Regions from separate parts of the Mus musculus genome. Here region 1 is linked to region 2. The links are chromatin contacts, called in public HiChIP or PLAC-seq maps. All regions are on one chromosome and are shown on one strand. The core of a region is the stretch at or near the end of the contact, and the rest is flanking DNA. Distances in the headings are between cores, read along the strand shown.

Region 1 (5,135 bases), core at 323-2,822, 440 kb before region 2:
AAGGACCAGACTTAGAGTTGACTCTGACCCTTAGCCATCCAAAGATGGCTTTTTGATAACTCTAACATATATATATAAATATATAATGGAAACATTAGAAAGCATGTAGGAATATAAAAAGTATTTCACTACAACAGTTAGCATTAATGGAAAATACTAAAAAATGCATAAAACCCATGGAAATAAAGATTTTAAAATCCCTTTGTGGTGCTTTCTCCCAAAGTATATAGTAAGGAAAGAATCAATAAACTTGGAGCTAAAGCAAATTAATTTTCTCAACTAAATAAGAAGAGAGAAAATAGACGACAACAACAACACAAATAGAGACCTCAAGAACTGGAGATTATGAAATTTCTAAGATGAAACTGTACATGCCTCGCTCAAATCAGTGAAGGGTTAAATATTTATTGTAGTTGTACTTGTCACCTAGGCGTGAGGATACGAATCCAGATTTCTGGTACCAGGTAAGAGCAAGATCCCTTGGGTCCATGGAAAATTGATCTTACCAAATTGCTATGGTCCAATCATTAAAAGGAAAGGTTCTGCTTCAAACACAGCAAGAAGGGTCTGAAGAAACTTACTGAGGACCCAGTTTTATTTTCCAGCAACCACACAGCATCTCACAACCACCTGTAACTATAGTTATCTGGCACATTCTTCTGTGATTCACATGTACCACATGGAACTAGTACATATTAACACAAACACACACACACACACACACACACACCACAGAAGTAAATAAAACTAAAAATTGAGATTGAAAATTACTGAAAAAGATATTTCATATCTATATATGTCATATATATACATATATATATGCACACACCTCTAAGCACCCCTCCTACACACATGCATACCCATGTACACTCCCAGGTGCCTCCTCCTCATGCCCATGATAGTGAGACTTAAAAAGGTAAGTTTATTGAATCTGAATTCCAGACAGACAGAACCAGATTTAAAAAAAAATGTGTTATCATGTAACACATTATTTTCAGCCACTTTAGAAACACTTAAATGTCTAACACAAAAATAGTAACACAATAATGTATGTGAAATATGCAGAAGCAAAATAAAACAAAGCACAAAATTAAGAAAGAACATTGTAACTCAGCATTGAATGCTGCTTAAGTTATATATATACATAGATGGTATAATAATATTCTAAGACTGACTGTCATATTGCATATGCACATTGAAAGTTCTAGAGTACTTACTAAAATTAGTTTTAAATGTGTCACTATTAATCCAGTATTGGAAATGAAAAGAGAAGGAGATAAAGGAATAACTGTAACTGAAGACTTCAATGCCTTCAATATCACACAGTAAACTTGAACAGAAAATCATGAAGGTGTGGAAGACCGAAGAACACTGTTCATTAGTGCAACATCCAAATATTTAGCACTTCCTAATCAAAGAAAACTGACATTATTAAAAACACAATGGGATGTTCACCGACATAGATTATCCTCTAAGCCAGTGGTTCTCAAGTTTCTTAATGCTGAGTCACCTTAATACACTTCCTCATGTTGTGGTTATGTCAACCATAAAATTCTTTCCTTACTACTGTAATGACTGAGTCATAATGTAAATATTTGATAGGCATGATATTTGATATGCTACTCTCAATAGGGTTGTGACCCACAAGTCGAGAACCACTGTTCTAGGCCATGCCCCAATACAGGGAATGCCAGGGCCAGGAAGCAGGAGTAGGTGGGTTGGGGAGCAGGGAGGAGGGAGGGTATAAGGGACTTTCGGGATAGCATTTGAATTGTAAATGAAGAAAATATCTAATTAAAATTGTTTAAATAAAAAAAAAGAAAAGAAAGCATGTTGAGTCTATGTTAGTCTGTAATAAAATGGAACTACAAATGAATAACAGAAGAATATATGAACAATTCCAAGCCCCAAGTTTAGAGTTAGTGACATGTTTCCTAACTATTCATCAAAGAGAAAATATTTGCAAGAAAATAAAAGTAAAACAATACTCTAAATGTAGTGATAGCAGTAATAACATTCAATTTATAGTAGGAAATGTTTATATTTGAATTTTTAATAGATTTTATTCATTTATTCAAGTATATGAGTACACTGTTGCTGTCTTCAGACATACCAGAAGAGAGTATCCAATCTCATTGCAGATGGTTGTGAGTCATATGTAGTTGCTGGGGATTGAACTCAGGACCTCTGAAAAAACAGTCAGTGCTCTTAACCTCGGAGCCATCTCTTCAACACTATATTAGAATACATAAAAGAACAGTTCAAGAATTAATTATTTTACATTGTCCTCTTGAAAGAAAACAGCAAATTAAGTTGAATTAAGCACAAGAAAATGAATAATAGAAACAATAGCAGAAACGGATGGAATAAGAATGGTTAACAATGGAAAATCTCAATGATCCATACTATGACACAAAAATAATTTTTAATGGTAAAATATTTAATCTAGTTATTTTACTATTGGAAAGAATAAAGCTATATAGTATTTACTGTTTTAATTTCACATATACTGGAGTATAATTTTTTTTACAATGCTCATCAGTAGCATCGTGTACTGACATTGCTCAGTTATTGAAAAGAGATTGTTTACATAATTAACCTGCCTTCCATTTCTTCCCACTTTTTCTAAAATGAAAAATGTGGCATCTCCCAAACTCAGGGCATTCTGAGTGTATCTCTTGATTATCTTCTTTATCTCAATTCACATATTTTTTTTTCTTGTCTTTTACTTTTATTTACACTGAAGAATTCCCTCTTGAAACTTACTGTCTCCTGGAATAGACTGTAATATATTATGATGGAACAAGTTTCCAAAAGCAAGGTTAAGCAGAAGATAATTTTGGTCTAATGTTTGCTTAGATAGTCATAAACAGCACAATCAAATTAAAATGGAAACAGCATTGCTGGTACCTGTCTGCAACTAATTCTTAAAACTTTCACTGAATAGTCAACTGATTGTATAGCTGCCAAGAAATATTTTAATGTGGAAATTACTGTTCAAAACCAACTATAACCATTGTCTACAAAATTTATGGTGTGTACTTCAGAACAAGTATGTGCTGGCTGGTTTTGTGTGTCAACTTGACACAGACTAGAGTTAATCACAGAGAAAGGAGCTTCAATTGGGGAAGTGACTCCATGAGATCCAGCTGTGGTGCATTTTCTCAGTTGGTGATCAAGGGGGAAGGGCCCATTGTAGGTGGTGCCATCTCTGGGCTGGTAGTCTTGGATTCTATAAGAGAGCAGGCTGAACAAGCCAGGGGAAGCAAGCCAGTAAGGAACATCCCTCCCTGGCCTCTGCATCAGCTCCTGCTACCTGACCTGCTTGAGTTCCAGTCCTGACCTCCTTTGGAGATGAACAGCAGTTTGGAAGTGTAAGCAGAATAAACCCTTTCCTCTCCAACTTGCTTCTTGTTCATGATGTTTGTTCAGGAATAGAAACCCTGACTAAGACAAAGTGTATCTAGGTCTTCCCTCAAAGGTACTGGAATTTTCAAATACTTTTCTTGTGTTGGGTGTGGTCATTCACACTCCCTTTGGCATTTGTAAGTTTCATGAATCTATCTAGTCTTTATAATGATTCAAGACTTTTGAGCCATGTTCCCCCTGTTTCTTGGAGTCCAATTAATTATATAATTGATGTGTATGTAATATTTTCATAGCATGACTTTGAATCCATACTGCTTCTGTTTCTTCACACTTCTTTTGTCTGTCCTCTTGAAATTGGATGATTTCTATAGACCTTTCAGATTGTGATTTCTATCATTTGCCATCATAACTCTTCATGATTTGGCACTAAAATTTACAATTGTTTCATATTATATCTTTGTTAAAAGTCTCTGCTTTTTTAAAATCAGTGTCATACTTTCCATGAAGTCTTTAAATATATTTTAAAACTTGGTTTGCAATAGCTCCCTTGAAGTACTTCCTATAGTACATCTAGGTTGACTTAGAATTAATTTCAGTTGATTGATGTTAGACTCAATATGTGGCTTCCTGACCTTTTATTTCAGATCTTGTCAGTTTTATTTGAAAATTGGGCATTTCAAACAAAGTTTCAGGTCCCACGTGTCCAATTTTTAAATAGTAATTTCTTTCTTTACATAAAAATTCATCTTTTACACAAATAGCAATCTTTCCACATTAAAGGGGTGTTCTCTCTCTCTCTCTCTCTCTCTCTCTCTCTCTCTCTCCATCATTCTTTTCCTTTCCTTCCCCATTCCCAAATTGAAATGTGAATCTTGTGCTTTCTACATGCTACGTAAGTGGTCTATAACTGAACTACATCACTTAATATATTTTAACATTTTACACTGAAAGAAAATCTCATTTGGTTACTGTCACCCACAGTGGGTCTAAATTTGTTATACTCTTGCCTCAGCCCCCAGAGTATTTGGGATTGCAAAAATAAAGATGACAGACAGTCAAACAGACAGACAGGCATACAGACAGCAGACAAGAAGGCAACATATTTTGAAGAATATTAGCCTAGAAATTTTTAATAAACACTCAAACCCACAGCATTTATAATGTCCATCTTTTAATACCAGCATAGGGTATATCTTGAAATTGAATATTCTCTATTAATGTAATTTTTGGCTGACTAGTAATACTCCTACTCTTTAAGCATGTCTCAACATTAGACTGAATGTTTTGTTTATCAAAAATTTAACTTTGTACCTTTCTTATTCCTTTCAGAATTTAATCTTTAAAACTTTTATTAAAACTTTTAAAGTCAGAATGGTTCATCCAAGATTTTCTTAACCAATTTTTATCTCTTTTAATTACCAAATAACTTTGTATCATCCTCGTGATGTATTTCAATTTCTCCTTCAAATAATAATGATTTTAAATGGTTTTTATGTTTTGTAACAATAATCTTCCTGTATGCATTTTATTATACAATCTTTGAATGTTTTACATACAATTACTGACAATACTACTTTCTCATCCTTTAGTATAGTGGGTGTGGTCATTTGACTAAAATCCCATCAACGTGGCATAAGCAGAAATTATGTGAACTGTTCTATACCATAACTTACAAAACACACATGTTTTTAAGTTCCACCATTTCTTTCTGCATTCTTAGTCTGAACTGTAGTGGGTTTGAGGAAACAGTTTTCTTCTAAACATAA
Region 2 (5,464 bases), core at 2,324-4,823:
TTAAGTAGAAAATAAATTTGCTAGAGGATATTTGGTAGCTCAAAGGACTCTTGGGGAACTAGATCTAGAAATCTACAGACAACAACTACAAGTGGATAATTAGTACAGGGGTCTTTAATTGGCCATGGAGCTATTCACAGACATTTCATAGCCTATAAAACGGATTGAAAGAGGACAGCAGGGTTATACTTGTCAAGCCTGGGCACCTGAGATCTAATAATGAAAGGCAGATGCCACAGCACACATACCCTTCACTACTGTCCTAAGACCTTAGCTCCATCCACTCCACTCCTACAGCTGAAGCTTTTCTAAGTCATCATCTTCTCTTTGGTGCTACTCAGGATTAAGTTCTCTTTGGTGGTACTCAGGATTAAGTGAACATATCTTTGGCAGCAAATGAAATCTTGAGTGAATGTGTACTGTTAAAATGGGTGTGGCCATGTCAAGAATCACAATGCTTCAGACCCAGGGAACCAGCTAGGCCTTTAGCAAGTCAGGCTGAGAGGACTGGTGAAAGAGAGCCTTTCTCTGGTTCAAGTACAGATGGTTAAGAGCTATTGACCTTTAACTAAAATCCATGCTTACAGAAATTATCAACCACAACTTCCCCTTCTTGGATGACTACAACCTGAAACTGTTCGCAACAGAGACTATCTACCTAGATTAACTAACTGAACTCCCCCAGCACACAATCAGTATACAGTAAGTCTACTCCTTGTTCGGAGATACATAATCAATACCCCAACATTCCAGGCTGCTGTGCATTTCCATCAGAGCATGTGCCCTACCTGATCCCAACTTTTCTGTGTGTCTTGGTGTCTGTCTTTTCTTCATTCCCTTACCTCTACCATCAGGTCAAGTCTGAAAGACAGGCAACTGAATAGTTTTTGTCATTACAGCTTCAGCCCCTGGACTCCTACGGTAGGAGTTTGTCCAAAGTGGTCTCAGATGGTGGCATAAAGCAAATAAATGAAAAACGTTTAAAGTGTCCACAAAAGGCAAGTTGAATTGGAAGTGAAAACAGTATCTCTGAGGTAGGGAGGCCCAAAATTATAGATTTGGTAGTCTGGTTAGGAATCAGGATTAAGTCTATAGCCAATCATTTTACTCCATATGAGAAATCTGAATCCAAGAGATGGGTTTAATCCTATAGATGTAGTGGCTGTCACAACTGCTTTAATAAATCACATTTATTAAATGAAAATGATTATATTTTCACTTTATTGATGTGAGAAAATTTGGAGAACTCCATGTAGAGCACCATTTGTTACCAGGGGAATTGGGATTCCTTTTTTGGGTTCTCAGTTTTGTTAATAGAAGTGAATTCTGAATCCCAAGGACAATTAAAGTCAGAGGGCAGGCAGGTTGGTAGCTACTAGGAGGAAAGCTATGGAGAAGACAAACAGAGAAAGCTGTGCTACTTAAAAGTTCAGAGGGCATATTCAGGAATGGAGGTCAGCTAAGTGGAAGAAAGGCCGGATTGTTTCAGAGAAACAGCAAAAAACCCCAACTGTGAGAGAAAACATGCTTAGGCTCTTGGCCGTATATGAAAGTAAAAGAAGAAAGAGAAAAACTCCTAAGTCAGAAAAGCTGCTAAGTCACATGGCAGGGCTCTGTAAGCAGTGAGACTTCTGGGAAGGAAAGCTCACTAAGAGGATAATTATTCCTCCCATTCCTTTCCTGAGGGACAGCCCTTTGACCAGATAATAGGCAGGCCTAGCTCCACTGACTCTGAAGGGAGGAGACAATGGCATGAAATGTTACAACCTTTGGAGCAGATCGGAATGTCAGTTCTCCAACCAGGGTCAGAAGTAGATTCCATTCTTTAGACCAGGAGGAAAAATCTTTCCCTTAATGAGTCTCAACAGAGCTCTGGTGTCCTCAAGCGTCTCCAAGGCGACTGTAACTTTAAGAGACATGGAAAAAAAAAAAAAAAAAAAAAAAAAAAAACCACACACACACACAGATAACACTAATATAAATTAAGTGTTGAGAACTAGCAAGGGCCAGCAATATTTGATCCCTTTGTTTTAAAAACATTAAAACATTTCTATCAGAAACTTAAGCTAATGCCATAGTAAGAGAAACTGGACAGGGTGGCAGGGGCTACATTTGAGGAAATGAAAGCAGGCTGGAGCACAGAGTTGGGGAGTGTGTGGGAGTTTAAACTGGAGGTGAAAAACACACAATTTGTTTCTATATGAGGATGTTCCTCTGTCCGCCCCCCCCCCCCCCCTTGCTCCATCATGCAAGCTAGGTAAGCATGCTACCACTGAGATAACACCCACATGCCCTATTTAAGGATTTGGAGGTTTATCTGAAAGGATAAGCCATTTAAAGGTTGTAAGGCATTTTTAAAACACACATTCTCCCTCAATCCACAGAAGAAACTTTGTCGGATAGATGTTATCAGTGTTTGTTTACACATGAGCGGGCTAGGGGTTTGAAATGGTTTGACCTATATGAGGGGCTGCAAGCAGCAGGAAATGGAATCAGAAGGCAGGCAGGGACTTTTTGGTGGAAATGTTTTTTTTTGGGAAAGGAAAGGGGTTTTCTTGCTTTTTGCCTGGCCGTATTCTATTCAGGCTTCGTTCAGAACTTGTTTTTCAGGCCCAACTGTGCATTCCCTAGTAAAATCTAGTTTTTAACTAAGAACGCCATGAAGTCAGTTTAGCTTTCTATCTTTCTTATCTTCCTGTTTTCAAGGTAACAAGTACCTTTGTTGTGTTAGCAACAATGTTGTTATGCTTCCAAGTCATTGTCCCCCTTAAAGCTAATGTGATTCCCCATTTGCTCAAGCATCCCTACCGCATCCTAATCGTTAAAGTCCCACTTTTACAAGCTCTCTATTGAACTGGAACCATTATCTCCTCTCCATTGCAAGATGGATTTATAGCGGTCCGTACGCGAACGAGACTGTCTTAAAGCCCTCCTTAACAACGTGTTCTTACAGGTATTGAATATCTTTTAAATTCATTTTGTACATGGAGGGACACACTGTTTCCCTGTATATTCACAGTCCTGTGAGAAAGGTTTTGTTACCATTTCACAGATGGAGAAACCAATTTCAACCCCTGAGACTGCTGCTCCGCAGCACCTGTGAAATGCGGCGCTCACGTGTGTACAACTATGTTAATTTAAGTGCCATCAGAATGCAGATTAAAATCATCTGTGGTGTTTGAAGGTGCGCTTAGGGCCAAGGAAAGCTAGCTAGGGCTGTAGAATAAAGATGTTCAGGATTGGGGATTAATGGCGGACTTAATTAGAAAAGCAGGCTGGGGCAAGGAGAGACAGGTTTTGAAGGTTTGGTCAGCATATGCAAAGCCATATATTATACCACCTATATGAAAGAGCAGCAACGCCTTCTACATAGATTTATAGTCCACTTGCAATTATCCCACTCTAGCTGGCTCAGTTTCGGTCCAACTCTAAGCGGTGACCTCGCTGCTTTGGGGCCTGATCATCCGTGGTCTTCCCTGCTTTTGCTGCTAATCCCGGGTGGGAGTTAAACAGGCCCAGGGTGGGGCAGCGCAGCGAGCACCTGCCTCCCCAGGCTCGCCGCTGGGCGTGGAGAGCGGCTAGGAGGCCGGGCCAGGGAAGGAAGCGCGCGGCGCGCCTTGTCCCTGACGGCGATCCGTAGCGCTGGGAGTCAGCGGCGGAAACATGGCGGCCGTGTCGGTCCTAGCGAAAGTTTCTACCGAGGCCTTGCGGTGCTAGTGCGGGAGGCCTCGGGCTCACGTCCCCACATCACCTCCGCGTTCTGGCTCGGAGGCTCCGCGCCCTTTGGCTCTGCGAGCTTCGCAGCGGAAAGAGCGAGGCTCGCTGGCGACCGCTGACTCGGGTAAGGGGCATCCGGGAGCCGAGGGGCGGCGGAGGGCTGGGGCGCCGCCCAGGGTCCGGCTGAGCCGGCCAGGCCCCGCCCCGTCGGCCTCCTGGTGGGATCGATGCTCGGGGGCTGGCGACCGCCAAGGGAGGGCGTGCCTCGGTGTCCCGCCTCACCCTGACCCGGGAGTCGCGTGGTGTCGCCTCGTCCCAGAGCTAAGGGGTAGCGGAACAGCCAGGGTCCCGAGCCCACTTCTCCATCTCTCGCTAGATCGAGCCCTAACGGGAGAGAAGTTACCATAGCTGCTCAAAAAGGAGAGTCCGAGTTGCCATTCTTCTAGTTAAGAGGTGGGCCGAAAGAGTTATTAGCAGGAACTCAGAGAAACTAGGCTGCAGGTCTCCAACTCCTGACGGCTCAGTGTTGTTCTTTCAGGTTTGGACATTTCCCCTACGAGGAACAGACATAGATTTCCACTGAAGGATTATGAAAGCGATACATTGTGTCTTGAAGTCCATTGTCTTAGGACACCATGAGGGCACTTTTCTGTTTTGGAAGAAATTTGGTGAATTAAGTGAAGGTTGGAGTAAAGCCAAGAGCAGACAAGCCAATGATTCCTGGACTCTCACTTAAGTACTAGTGCTAGCTGTGGCTTATTAGAAAGTGGTTTATTTTATCTGCATTTCTTAAGTAGTTTTTTCTATTATTAGTCAGTCTCCTCTCCCCGCCCCCCCCCCTTCGGAATTGAATGTTAACTTGATTACAGACTGCTGGATACTGAGCGTGCATTGTGGAAGACAGATCTCCCCAGAGACTTTGTGACCTGTGAAGAATGCAGACATTAAACAAATGGTGAAGAAAAGAGTAGTTTTACTTTTCCATTTCAGAGAGAGTGATCCGAGAGGCGATTCTCCTACGAAAAGAATTGTAAGCCCACACCTGAATGAAGGGTTTGACAGATAAAGGGCAGATAGGGCTAGGAGGAGGAAAAGGAATATGTCCAGAGAGGGCACGCCATTTCTGTAGTTCATAATTGAAGTGTAGTTGGAATAAAAGTGAGAGGAAGAGCAGTAACAGATGGGGCAGTTATTCCTGTCCACTGTGTAGCACTTTATAAAGGCACTGAAAAGTTTACACTGTAATACTGTGAGGGGTGGAAAGCCAATAGAGAATTTTGCATAGTGGAGCATAACACGATAAAATTCGGGTCTTAAAAACACACTTTAAGAAGGGCAGAAGTTGATAGGGAAGGGAAAAAAAAAAAAAAGGAACATGTTTAAGAATGAGGTCATTGTCACCAAAATTTAGGTGGTGATTTTTTGGCGGATAAGAAGTAGTAGAAATGTGAAAGAGATGCTTAGGGAAAGAGAAATCAAGAACGTGTGAGGATTAACTCATGGGTCAAGAAGTGTGGGGGAAGGTTAAAGGAGTAGATAGGACTATAGTGGGGTCAAAGCCAGCGCCTCCCCAATGCTAAGTATGCTTTCTGAGTTATGACCCCAGCCGGAGATCTTTCTAATGGACTTTAGCAGTGACTTGCTCATTGACTCCATTCTGCTTTTATTTGCCTCTGGAGTCTTCCATCAAATCATTAGGGAAGGCAGCTCAAGTAAAAACAGTCACAATGCTTTTAAAATTTGTTTT

What was found. HiChIP or PLAC-seq counts read pairs in DNA pulled down with a chosen protein or histone mark.
Region 1: a contact with region 2 is called in a FOXA1 HiChIP or PLAC-seq map of pancreatic cancer cells. The contact joins the enhancer-like site here to the promoter of Tmem168 in region 2. A contact is called at or near these places in 2 of 39 promoter capture datasets (the C10 cell line and cranial neural crest) and 5 of 115 datasets of contacts at active chromatin or transcription factors (bone marrow-derived dendritic cells, bone marrow-derived macrophages, embryonic stem cells and 2 more).

Annotation. Positions count from the first base shown.
Region 1 is chr6:14,041,293-14,046,427 of GRCm38.p6, reverse strand. Gm38767 (a long non-coding RNA gene) reads right to left here. Exons shown (of 4, transcript XR_868803.3): 4 at 1-2,234. Among named protein-coding and RNA genes, the nearest start is that of Gm38767, 25 kb to the right of the region's middle. Within about 2 kb of position 1,572, at least 25 of the 459 cell types and tissues checked have an H3K27ac peak or open chromatin away from gene starts, as enhancers often do. A contact at or near this core is called in pancreatic cancer cells, where this site is marked.
Region 2 is chr6:13,606,207-13,611,670 of GRCm38.p6, reverse strand. Tmem168 (transmembrane protein 168) reads left to right here and starts at 3,573. Exons shown (of 5, transcript NM_028990.5): 1 at 3,573-3,841.